Linked DNA regions of Aphis gossypii: region 2 is linked to region 1. A link is a contact called in public Hi-C data. All regions are on one chromosome and are shown on one strand. The core of a region is the stretch at or near the end of the contact, and the rest is flanking DNA. Distances in the headings are between cores, read along the strand shown. Region 1 holds the start of LOC114122224 (tetratricopeptide repeat protein 7B). Region 2 holds the start of LOC114122205 (E3 ubiquitin-protein ligase ZNRF2).

The links. Hi-C and Micro-C count contacts between places; a contact is called where the count stands out from the background.
Region 2: a contact with region 1 is called in a Hi-C map of whole body, with 4 times the contacts expected there. The contact joins the promoter of LOC114122205 here to the promoter of LOC114122224 in region 1. A contact is called at or near these places in 2 of 2 Hi-C or Micro-C datasets (both in whole body).

Annotation. Positions count from the first base shown.
Region 1 is chr1:58,581,975-58,589,156 of ASM2018417v2, reverse strand. LOC114122224 (tetratricopeptide repeat protein 7B) reads right to left here and starts at 3,864. Exons shown (of 17, transcript XM_027984816.2): 1 at 3,733-3,864; 2 at 3,192-3,321; 3 at 2,063-2,214; 4 at 1,829-1,997; 5 at 1,530-1,742; 6 at 1,343-1,469; 7 at 1,155-1,279; 8 at 981-1,092; 9 at 760-907; 10 at 497-685; 11 at 261-439; 12 at 1-164. The coding sequence starts at 3,306.
Region 2 is chr1:58,748,196-58,755,286 of ASM2018417v2, reverse strand. It overlaps LOC114122205 (E3 ubiquitin-protein ligase ZNRF2), which reads left to right and starts at 3,430. Exons shown (of 5, transcript XM_027984793.2): 1 at 3,430-3,571; 2 at 4,387-5,038. The coding sequence starts at 4,666. All of the region lies in intron 7 of LOC114122222 (WW domain-binding protein 2), which reads right to left.

The DNA of each region.
Region 1 (7,182 bases), core at 2,615-5,114:
CACTTAACAATAAAATAGCTAATTGTAATGATGGTGTGTGTTCAGGATTCAATGCTAATGCTTGACGTACTTTGGTAGTAGCTTCAGGCACTTTAGCCAAACAAGCATAATAAAATGCCAAATAATAATAAACTAAATGATCATTGGGGTCCAATTGCTGTGCTCTAAATTAATAATTTATAAATAAATACATATTATATATAAACAATAATTAAATTTGAAAAATAATATATATTAATTTAAATTAAAAAAAATAGTACTTTGTAAGAGATTCAAGGCATAGAGCATGATATTTATCTTTGACTGATTTCAAAAATGAAGTCAATGCCATACATTGTGCTCCAATCCCTATGTACAGATTGCATCTTGATAGTAAATTTTCCGAATGCATTTTTTCTCTTTTAAGAGCTTCCTGACTCCAACTTAAACCTTCTTCCATCTAAATTCAAGATTATTATTTATATTTTTTCAAATTAGTCTAATTTATAATGTTAACCTTAAATAAGTGTTGATAACAAATACGAGCAGCTAATAAACATGGAACAATTGCTTTAGGTTGCATATATATGACTTGAGTTAATACTTCCAAAGCTTTAATATGACGACCAGCAGCTTCAAGACATAAAGCTTGTTGCATCCAAACATGAGCATCATCAGCAGAAAATTTCATTGCACGTTCAAAAGACTAATCAAATTTTATATGTTTATGGATAATAATTAAAATTAGGTATAGTAGAATACATACAAATAAAAACTAACCTCATACAACATATTATATTGACCCCAAAGAACTAGCGCAAAGGTAAGCAGATCGTAAATGGCTGTGGCCAAACTAAAAGCTCTAATTCTTGCTTCTTTAAACTCTGGAGATTGACTAAGTACGGCATTTCTTGCTGCCATTGCTTCACTATTGTTAAATAGTATAGTTTGTAAATTTAAAATTATTTTTTAAATAATTAGTAATACCTAATTATAATTACCTTATAATAAGCAATAATATTACTTCTTCATGTTCGCTTCTAGGCATAAACATGTTAATAGAATTATATTTTTTTGGTTTCCTTAAATTTGATGACTGTTTTTTAGAGGGAGCTAAAATAATAGTTAAAATCAAATTACATTTTTTATTTAAATTTTTCATAAGAAGAACTTACTACTTTGAGTTGGAAGTGAATAGTATTTTGGAGAGACTTTGCGTAAAAGAAATTCAGCAAATTGATATGTTAAAATAAGTCTAATGGAATGACTACCATGAGCTTCACAAGATGATAATATACTCCTAAGCAAAATCCATAAGTTGTAAGTGTCTACTTTATGTAAGTAAATTTACTCATTGCTTTACCTGAATGTTGTAATAGCACCAGCATAGTTTGAACTCTCAATAAGCAACTGAGGTAATTTCAAAATAGCTGTCTCTACTAAGATACTCAGAGAATGTGTCATGTTTACAGGCTGTGGAGAATGAGAACCTTTAAAAGAAATGTATATCAAACATTTAGTATATTAAAGTAAGAATAAAAAAAAAATACCTGTACCAGATGTAGAATTGTTATTTGTAATTAACGGTGCATTACCACCAAGTGGTGATGGCAACATGAGTTGATTTTCTTTGTTGTCCAGTTCTTGTAAATACAATATGCCTAAATTGGCCGCCTGCTCATAGTTTTTAATAACACCTTCAATCCATTCTGTTTTTTTAAAACGAGAACTGGAAACTGGTCTTAACTTTTCTTGACACAAGCCTATGATCATAATTATAAAACTAATACAATGACAATTATGTTTAAACTAGTTACTTTCAGTAAAATGTTGAATAAGCTTAACTTACCTTTTACTGCAAATGACTCTGACAATATCCTAATGTTTCGAATTTGTAATTCTGTTTGTAATATTGAGTTCAACTTGGCTTCTGTACAATGTTCCATTGCTTTGTCATAATCACCACAAGCATAACATAGTTTAGCAAGCAACATATGACTATCAATACTCAAGCCAGACTGGAAATAATTTGAATTAAGTTAGTAAAGTACACATTATACCAATATTAATACTAATTTATTACTTGCGTAGAGAGTTCACTAATTGATTCGGTTAAGTATGATTTGGCTTCAATAAGACCACTACAAGCTTTTGCAATATTGCTCTCAATAGGAGGGTATTCCTCTAAAAACATTTCTAATCTTGCTTCTCCAACCATTAAGTTGTAGAGCATTGCTAAAAACAGAAGAAATTATAAATTATACAAGCATAATAATTATTTACTTATTTATTATAATTTACAGGAAAATCCCTTATAACAAATTATAGAAACATACAAGATGTCTATCTTAATATAAATTGACTTAGTACAGTACAATTGTGAATTATTTAATATTAACTAAATAGATAATAGATATAATAAAAGTTGCATTGATACTCTTAATTAAATTAAATGTCTATACAGTCAAATTATAGTAGTTAAGTATTTATAAGTATTGTGGTAAAACAAATTATAACCTATTGTAATGTTAATATTAATTTGTTCAACAATAATTTCACTAACTATATATAATTTATAAATAAATGTACTTTTTTTATAATCAAAAATTCACAAAAAATAAATCTACATAGTGCACTATCCTGTTTGTTAGTGTTCTGAAATTATTTTTCGAATGGCACCGAATACATACTTAAGATAGTGCATTCGCACCACTTAAAATTAGAGGTGGTAAAATATTGGGTCTATATAATTTTGAATAACTTACTTAGAAGTAGGTAATTATTTAGCATGAAGATAATAATACATTGATCATTAATGGTCAAATGGAAATAATATTTTTGAGGGTGTCTAGGTAGGGTCGAGTGGTTAAAATATATATTTACACTATCTACTAAAAAGTAGTTCGGCACCACTTGAATATTACCTTAATGGCTCCTATTATAATGATAAAAATCTAAACTTTTTCTCTCTTTATCATTAATTTTTAATACATAACTCAGTTTTACAACTTCTACAATCCTATTCATTTTCCTATGTCTAATTATCTTGTCAACATTTTATTACTAAATCATTAGGCATATTATCATGCATTTGTACTACAATAAATTTATTTTCAGATAATTATTAGCCAACCGTTGTCAATTTAGATGGTTTTGAGATACCTATAATTATATATAGTATTTATGTATATATTATATCTGAATATACTTGCCTTTTCCAGAAGACAATTGTTCGACAAGCTCCAATATCTTTGACCAATTTCCTTCTTCTCGACATCCGGCTAATTCTGACTCGACCCTAGTGCTTTTCACATTTTTACTAGACATTGCGCCGATATGTGTCTTTTAAACAGATCACCGTATTTGAAAATTAAAAAAATAGTGAAAACCTTGTGAAATTTCAGGTTTCACTACCTGAATGCGTTTGTAAATTATTTTAAATTTTAAATGCAATAACAATAAGAAATCCTAAAATCGGTATAATACGCCATACTGGTAATGAATTGAATAGTAATCATAAATAATACATGGATTCACAATCCAATAAACTTCACTACATGTCAGGCTATAGTGATAATAATAATATTATTAATATTATTAATTACAAACAAGTAAGTAATCGGTTCAAGGTCATAAATCACGATATGACGATATTCCAAAGTAAAATGTCCACCTACTTCATACTGACAAGCAAAAAAAGTGAACAGCCCTATATTATACTACCTATAATATGGAATACTTGTAAAGTTGTACCTCGTCGAAAGTCGATTACGAATTACGAAACGAATGATTTTTGTCACACGCATAATATACGCAAACCAGCGAGCACACGCTCTAGTGCACTATACTGTGACTGCGGTGCCGTTAATGATAAGAAACGATTGAGATTTTTACAATCCATTGAGAAGAGAGAGACAGATTGATAGTGCGGAAAAAATTATAAAAAATAATAACAAAAACATCACGTGACAACAACTATACCACTACGGAAGTAAGTTGAGACCATAATATTATATTATATTATTATCTATGATGATTGATGAGACCATCGGGCATCGACCGACCAACAACGACCAAAAATTATTTTCATCATAGAGCTATCTGCTGGATGACAATGATGTTGAACCCTTTACAGTAGTGATGTATCGTGCAATGTTCATATTATTTTGCAATATACCTACCTAGTAGCATGATTTAAGATATATAAACCGTTTTTATTATATTTAAGTTTTACTATAATAAGAATAACTGTAGTCCGTTTCTAATGTATAGGTATGCAATTTTTTATTGAAAAGGTCTTATAGCCATAGACCTATTAACTAGTTAGTAGTCTATGCTTATAGCATCTTGCCAGTTGCCATTCATTATGCCATTATGGAGATAATCAATAGGTATTATACTATTATAGTCTATAGAAGTATAGAATAGTATAATAAGCCAGGGCTGGGATTTTGATGCAAAGGTATCTTTATTCTGGTGATTTGAAACGTTACTCTGTAAGTATAAAATGTGTTTTGGGTGATACTGATTATTTTAAAGTAGGTAATCTTTTTTTTGCATTTTTCGACAAAATTAACCTTACATGCATTATTAGGGCAATATTTGACGATTTTAGAGCATTTTCTTAGTTTTTAAACCATTTTAGATTCTGAACGGAGTGATGAATGTATTGATTTTACAATGATGTATGTTTTTTTTTTTTGTGTCTGTGTACAGCATAACTAGTCGAAATAATGCTTCAATTTCAAACTTCGGAGGTGGTTTCCGATGAAAAAGTGAATATCCTTGGTGCATCATAGAGGTAAAAAGTAAACATTTTCCAACAGTTTTCAAAAAAATCGAGAAAATTAAAAAAAAAAAGGACGGAAAAACGGGAATTTTTACGCAAAACCAGTTTTCGACCGAATTGATTTTTTTATATGGTATTGTAATTCAAAAACTAATCACTGTAAATACTTGAAATTTTCACCAAATGTTTATGTTAGTGTTATCTATATACAGTTAAATTTTTGTTTGACTTTTTTTGAGTTATTTATAGACCACTGAAATTTTCGATTTTTATGCGAATTTTTTTTTGAAGTGTCGGTAAAAAAAATTTGGATGACCAAAAAAAACTTGAAAATTTAATACAAGGTTCCTTATGAGTTCTTCTTATTGTAGCTAAAAAAAATTAAAAATCGTTAGTCACAATTTTTTTTTATAAGCGTTTATAGTTCAAATTTTTACGAAATCTGTCGAAAACGCGAAAATTTGAAAGTAATTTTGAAGTTGAAAAATCATAAAATTTTTTGTGTTAATAACTAAGAATTGAAAACACAACACTAAGTTTTTCATAGGTTTTTCTTCAATTAGCTATAGAGAAAACTCGAAGCATCATTATAGAAAAAATTTTAAGTGCGTTTGAATTTAAAATTTTTACGAAATCGCGTAACGATAACGATTTATCCTTAATAACGATTTTAAATATTTGTTATTATTCAAAAAGTATAAGTCGTAGATACTTGAAAATTTTACCAGTTATTTAGATTGGCATTTTCCTTACATGATTTAATTTTCAAAATATTTTGAGTTTTTTTGAGCTATTTATAGACAACTGAAATTTTAAATTTTTAAGGTTGCCCTGTGCCAAACTGCCAATTACCTCTAATATACCGCCCTTATATAATTTACCTACATATTTTTATTTATAAACAATGCCGCCCCTAAAATTCCAAAAATATTTGCCGCCCTGTGCGATCGCACATGCCTTCCGCCGGCACTGGTACTGGGCATCCAACAAAGAGCAAACATACCTACAGGCTACATTAACCTAATATTTGAAATTGAAAATTTTAAGTTATTGATCGGATCGGACAAAGTCGGCACATCGAGTTCAATATCCTATACACAACCGTGTACTATATCTGTGCTCAACTGCCAGTCTAATATTCAATAACCGAATCCATAGTTAGGTTAGATTAATCTAACCCAACCCAACTGTATCAGCATTCTGCAGCGCTTCGTAATTTGGTCTAAAGTTGTCGTAGACAAGAGAGTTTTACTGGGTAACTCGCAGAGCCGACCCGGCTGTTTTTTTTTTATCGTTTTACCGAGTTGTAGATAAAACAATAAAAAAAAATAGTGTGTCAGAGTTTGTATCTGACGCTCAATATTGATTTGTTAATATCCTTTAAGCCTTATTTTGGTCAATCACTATTCACTTAATACATTAATATCGGATACACCGGTATCATCATTGTCTGTGGTGGAATTGTATTAATTGTATTTTTCCTAGGCCGTTTAGATGAACAGCCGTTGGTGCCTGAACTTACCTACTACCTAGTGAAATCACCAGAAGTATTATTTGATAAGGACTTGGCAGTCTGAGATATTGACAAATTATTATCAGAAATTGGTAATTACTTGGGCTGTCCACACTGATTGAGAACTTTGAAAATAGACGAATGTAATGGCTAAAACAGTCCAGTCTTTCCAACAAAAAATTTTCTTTTCATCGGTGGTATAGAACTTGAATTTTCGGGGAAGCTGGTGGATTACACGTAATACGTTTCGGCTTTTGATACTGCAGAGCCGAAGGAATCTAAGTGATTGTTACGGATATAGTAGTTCCACTAGGTAGTCGATGGCAATTGAAGATCAGGAATCAGGATATACCTCAGCAGTTGTTACAACTATATCACACATGCACGGTTTAATGGACTATTGTCAGGGTGCTGTCGAGAACTCCTCGATGACATTGACGGGAATGTGGCAGCTGCTTCCGCAATACGGGCTCGCCGCTTTCTTTGTCGTTGTGTAGCACTCTCCGGAGATTTTTTTTTAGGGCTATAGTATTATTTTTTGTGCGTTGACGCCCTAGATATACCTTTACCCTTTCTAAGCTAGTTTTCGCCAATACCTATTTATTATTTTTCGGTTTAAAATAGAGAAAGTCTAAAACTCGCAAGTCTACCCCGGGCAGATCTTGCTACGGCAAAGTCGTATCGACTATCGAATACTGAATGCTAGCGTGCTCTGTACTCGTATTTGTATGGGTAGTCTCGCCCACTGCGTCGCTGTGGTTGGTTATTGCTCGTGGTCATACGATGGCGATAACGCTGGTTACCCGCAGCATTGTTCGCCACTGCTCTCCAAGCCACGTCCACTGCGTCACTATGATTGGTTATTGCGCGTGGGTCGCAGAAAGTGACGATATAATGCTGG
Region 2 (7,091 bases), core at 2,181-4,680, 170 kb before region 1:
TAATTATATTTTATGTGGGCAATCTTTTAGCTACATATTATAATTATTTATAATAATTTATTATATTTATATAAAAAAAAAAGTAAGTGAGCATTGGAGGAAGTTTGTCCACATATCGCCCTTTCGGCCTTCAGACAGGATAGTGTGATTTTGCAGTATTCAATTTGAATGCAATTATTGTATTCGATAAAAAACGATTCTGAACGGACGAAAGAATATTTTTTTTATTTCATTAAATATTTAAATATTATTCGTTTCTATGGTGATAACCAAAACGTTAGAAGTTGAAATTTCGGTTTTTTTTTAATTTTTCGGTGTTTTTCCTGTGGCGTTAAATAACTACCATTGAGAAAATTGAAAAATTACTTCTCAAAAGTACCAGCTCAAGAAGTCAAGAACATTACCTTTCAAAATAGATGCTACAATTGATACTTTTGAGCAAGTTTAGGAGGAGTAAAAGTGTTTACAAAAAAAAAAAATAATAATAAACATCATTGTAAAACTAATACATTCCTCGCTGCACTCAGAATCTAAAATCTTATTAAATAGTTAATTTTCAAAAAAAAAAAAAATGGGGTGAGAAATTGTCCGTTTACCCAAATATTTGATATTTACTATTCAAATTTAAAATATTCACCAAAGCTTTTACTTAGTCTTTGATTATTTAAACTTTCGCTGGTTTTCCAAAAAAACTAAAAATTACGTATAGTAGCACAAAGTCATCTAGCGTCAAAAAAGAGCGGTGATTCGACACGACTCAAAAAGTTCATAATCGAGCTAATTGATAACTACAGTCATCGCACAGTTGACACTCGACAGTTATTCATTTGCCTCAGTGGCCACTGGCCATTAACATGGTTCAACCACAATTGGCCAAGACCCAAGAGTCTGTCTTTCAAGGTAGTCAATTTCTCCTCCTATTTAAACCTAAGTTCACAATTATAATTTAAGCAATTATTATTAACATATTAAAATATCAAGACATTGAAAATGCAATACGTCTGCAACGCATAGGTATTATGTTGTCTCTGGACTCTGATTCTGTTAAAATTGTACATCAGATAACCTAACTTTGCATTAGCTTTATAAATTCCAGTATATTATTATGTAGACATATAGTGAATTGATCTAGCAACTTAAAGGTAAAAAATCATTATCTGTGTTGAATGTTTATACATTTTTAAGGAAGTTAACTAAACTTATAGTGTCACAAGTGTATGAATACATCGACCGATATTTTCAGCCGATGTATAAAAGTTTTACCATAGACATCCGATTTTAATTTACTGTAAATATTAATTACATCAAAAACAATTTCAATTCTAATAAATTTATCATATTTTTATTCCTCACTGTAGAATAATACCATTTTATCTAATAGTTTTACAAAAAATAAGTATAATACTTTCATTCCGTACGCTTAAAAACATAAACTTACGTAGTGCAAAATACTCCTAACAGTCATAATTATGACTGTTATGAGTATAAAGTATCTATCTATTTTTATACCTAGGTACAATAATATAATTAAAAAAGCGTGGTGAAGTGGGTACCGCTCTGCTGTACCCTGTACATTAGGTGCCATGTGGATCACTATTATATAATATAGAAGTGTTAAATTTGAATCCAGCTATGGATATCATTGTATACGAAAAACGATTCTGAACGGAGATGATTTGTTAGCCTAGAATAAATTTTTTACTGAGTGGTGAAAAAGGTAGTTTATGTTTTAATGACCTTACCCAAAATTAAACCGTGTACAGAAAATGCCAATTTAAACAACTGGTGTATATGTTTCAAGTTCCTATGATTATAGTAATTCTTAAATTAATAAAAATTTAAACGAAGGATAAAAAATGTTAATTGGCCAACGTTAAAGTTCTTTTATAATTATTGTAAGCCAACTTATGAAAAATCTTGTATAAAATTTTCAACTCTTAGCTACTTGAACAAATTTTTTTTTATAAATCATAACTACAAAATAATTTACAAATATTCATGATTTTGACGAATTGTTGTCAATATATTTGATCTTCAGATGCTAATAAAAAAAATTGTCCCTGTATTCTTATAATTTTTGAATTTTTAAAAGTTATGCTGCACACAGACACAAAAAAGCCATACACATCATCGTACCTAAAATTAATACATTTATTACTTCGTTCAAAATCTAAAATCTTCGTAAATAACTCGCAAATAATTTGAAAAAATATCATAAAAATTCTTGTAAATCATTGTAACTTTAAAGATTTTCTATACAATGTAAAGTGTGTAAAAAGGGTACTAATTGGGTATTGTTTAATAGATTTTTGTCTTGAGAGTTGAGAATGGCATAAATATTGAATAAATTATTTTATAATTTAGCTAAATTTTTTAGTACATCAAATCAAAGTATTAGCATTTGGAATCTAGATTTTTATTAGGTACAATTTATAAAAATCGTCTATTACACAATCTGATTTTTGAAGTAATATCGTATATTTTTGTAATCTATATATTCTATATTATATTAGGTGTCTAGGTATTATAGTTTTATAGACCAGTGTCATTGTGTCAAGTTAACTGTGAAGATGTTACGATCAGTGTTGAATTTAGGGGGGGGGGAGTTGGCGAATGCCTACTTCAGACTTCAGAGTAAGTAGAAATAGACTTAGTAAAGTTCACCATGAACCTTATGTTCTTATAGTTTTAAAAATATATTTTGGGTTTTTAGATATAGGTATATTTTTTTTATCTTAAACTGTTTATTCTGATTACATTAAAAACAATAAAATTGTACATGAATTATTAATGTGTATACATATAGGTACTAGGTAGCCAGGTAGGTAACTAAAATTACTACCTAATAAATAATAATAGTTACCTAGGTAAATGATTATATTTGTATTTTATTTAGTTGTTTTTATACTATAGTAATACGTAGATAATTAATTTAAATTGTCTATACATAAACTTTCGTAAATACATATTATGTATATGTATATAGACGTGTAGTATATACTTATAAGTTTTAACTTATGCCTTATATAATAATATATATTTGTACATAATAAGTAATTTAAAATTATCTGTTAAGACAAAATTTAAACCTTTAGTTGCGATAGGTATTTTGTAATTTGTTGTGTAGGATATCAGTGATATTATTTCATTACTTTGCAAGTAGTTGTTTAAGACAATAGCTCTTGAATATTGGATAAATAAATAAATAAATCTAAGTAGTAAGTACCTACCCATACTTATATCATATTCATATATTATGTATATACTGATATACTGTAAATTACTAATATACTATAATGGTATTCCTATAAGAAAACAAAAGACGTAGTAACTTCATTAATCATTATGATTGAATCATACATTCATATACTATATCATAATAATAATTAATCTAGTTTTAGTATAAATATAATTTTCTTCTTCTTCATCAAAAAAAGAAATTAATACCTTAATACCTGTAAAACGACAATTTTTTCAATTTTCGTAGTTGGAATTTTTCTGTCACCAATCACGAATACTGCATTTACGAGTTCTTTTAAAAGTAGATCATAAATCATAATAATACATGAAGGTATGTATTTAATTTGTTTTAAATAGTATTTATAACAATGTAGAAATATAGACTATGATAATAATACGCATAATATTATAATTATGTAGATATATCGAATTATTCGAATTGCAAAACGTAAACGCAATTCGTGAAATTAAGTATATATAGTACAATAAAATAGGTAGGTAGATATCGCAATAATAATCGGAATTACAATATACGTGGTGGGTTGTTTTATGTTTGTCATAATATCATCATAATGTGTGTCTATTATCTATTTATTAAATTTTGCATAGTGTGTCCGACTATACTGTCGTAATCGGGACTTTGGCCTTTATACTTTTATGTAATAAATACGACGGGGACGATCGTCACCAGTCGCCGAACACTTCGATATGTTAATATTAAATAATATTTTTATTATTATTACGTCGAAGAACAGCTGATCAGGAAATCCCTTCTCTTGTCGCTATGCTATAATGTTATACGTCTGGACTTGTTATTTGTTTTTTTTTTTGTTTTTTTTTTTTACTTCACCAGTTGACCATGTTATCATCATTATCAGAACTACCAATTTGTAACTGCGCGACGACATTAGACCAGACTAGTATCTGAGAGACGACGAACGAATAGCTAGGGCAGAAGAAATATTAAAATATAATATAAAAAATAATGATCGAAACGACAAATAAATAATTAATTGAATATTATCATAGTAATTACGTTAAGACAATCGTCGTCGTCGTATTTTTCGTGATATTGTTATTATTATTTATTATCATATCATTATTAATTTTCTTTGTTTTCGTTCTCGTACCATCGGAACTGTCAAGTTTTGTTCTCTGTGCGCAATTCTAAGTGAATTCTGGTCGTCCGCTTTACATCTTGGAGTGCGTCAACAGCAGTACACACGTCCGCAGTTGGTTTTTGGTGCTGCGATCGATGTCGGATGTTCCGGACGTCGTCGTCCGCTTGACGGAACGTCTTCTTTCGGTGGTTGTTCGCTCATAGTAGTACGACGCGTGCGACATACCAAACACAGAGCTCCCCTCGTCCGTGTTCGTCCGCGTCGTCCTGAAGCGGTGTTCGCGTGAACGTTCGTTGCATGCGAAATGGGAGCGAAGGCCAGCACGGCCAATGGCGATGACGGTGGCGCCAGTCATGGCGATCATCGGTCGTTCTCTTCTGGCAATGGGCCGGATTCCGTGCAGACGGCCAGCAATCCTGGGTTCAGCATTCTGCGTTCCTTGCCCAGCGCTGTAGCCAACGACAGACAACGTGCCAGGTCTCTATCCGGCGTGCCCAACGGTCACGACAACAACAGCAACTCGACGAGTCCACGGTTCGATATTACAGATGTCTTGGAGGCTGATAGTAGCTCAAACGACGACCAGAACTTGGACAGTCCGACAGTCACGGCTAATATTAGTCTTGGACGCGTTTATTCGGCTCATTCGTTACCTGCACATATTTGGCCATTCAACGGTATGTATTTTTTCTTACTTTTTTCATTTTACAACGATCGATATAAATCTAAGGTATAATAGTGATATGTATATTTGTGGTGGATACTTACACAGGAAAACTTAAATATTCTCTGATTATTTTAAGTACCTAACCTATGTTCATGTACTTACTACTTATAGGTAGTTACACAAATCATTTTTTTTTTTTTTATGAAGGAAATTACCCAAAAATATACCAGCTTGCAGCATCCACTTACCATTATTAATCATCTACAATTCCAAATATATTTATAGCTTTATGAATTAATTATACAATATTACATTTACAATATAATTATATAAGTATATAATCTATACCAGCTATTAGTAATCCACTATATACACACATACCTACCACCCAATTATTTTTTATTTTGAGGGGGGAGGAAGGACAAGTGCTGTTTCTGTCCCTGTGAATTTCTACTATGTACTGCTTATAATTACATTTTTGTGAATTAAAATTAATCTTATTATTTTGTTTCATAACACATGCATAAAAATAAGTATTTTTAATATTTTCTTTTGCATATCATATCTATTGGTTGCTTGAGATTGTAACACAATATTGTGTGATTATATAGGTATTTTAAATAACTTTTAATTTTATTATTCTTACACTCAAACGAAATAAGCATAGTCTATCATAAACATTTATTTGAATAAAATAAAATGGAGGAGAAACCACTAGACAGCGTGTATTTAACTTATATTTTATACAGTTAACTATATTACTCACTATATTATAAGACTTACAAACGATGAGTATACAACTACTTTAATTTAATTTTTAATCTTTTTAAATGTCCTACTGACAAAGTCCAGAGCCTAATGACTTTTTGATTATTAACATTTTTAAGTTGTATGTAAATTTTCTAATCTATATTTTGTTCTCTATAACAGTGCTTCTCAACCTTTTTTGTAATAGGGCCCCTCAAATTTAATGTAATACTGTCTAGGCTCTCCCTCAATCAAAATCATTAATTATTTTTTCTTAATGAAGTACTAAATTTGCATGCATTATTTCACACAAATAAATTATTGAAATGTAAAGAAAATAACTAAAAAATCGAAGATATTTTAAATGAAATAAATATTTCAAGGCCTTCTAGTTATTCATCCACGGCTCCTAGGTTGAGAAGCACTGCTCTATAATACCTAATTGATAATTTTTACAAACATTTTATAGTAAGTATATTAATACATTTTGTCTTAAAAATGAAAACTATACAAGTAAAAAATAAAAAACAATAAATAGTCTTTACATAAATATTGGATTCACATATTTCTCAAGTTTATTTATTTATTTATATTTTATTTAATAATATATGTTATACATTTAAATAGTAATTTAATTCAACCATTAAATGCTATTGAGATAAACATATAATATTACCTATGTCCTATTAGCATCTTCTTACTTAAACTTAAACTTTAATTTATTAAAGTGGTAATTTTCCATTATTTTGACTACCATTACTTAATAATCATTTTGGTTTATTTGCAGAAAAAATAACTTGTGACCAAATATCTTTACACAACCACTGTTGTGATAATGTTCTTCCGGTATTAGTTTTTTTTTGCTTTTATTGCTTTGAATATTTTGACACTGATATGGGTGGTTCTATGTGGATCTACAGACTACAGTCTACACTTTTATATTCTTATTAACTGCCAGTGCTTTAGTACATACTTTTTACATGTTAGTATTATAGTTTATTAATGTACTACGATTCATACAAATTCAAATATTTTTTACAAAATTTAATGGACAACATTTTTATAATCCAACAATACATAAAACTTAATACATTTTAAAATAATAATCGACTATTATCGATCAAGTAGTCTAGGCTCTTGGCATCAGCCATTAGTCAAGATAACAGAATTGAGATTGGTTTTATTCAAGATAACAGAAAAGTACCATTAAAGTTTAAGTATTACGATGCAATTCTATTCTTAAACTAAACAAAAAAAATTATATACCTACTCATTTAATTAATTTTTTTTTTTAAATAATTAATAATATCTAAGAT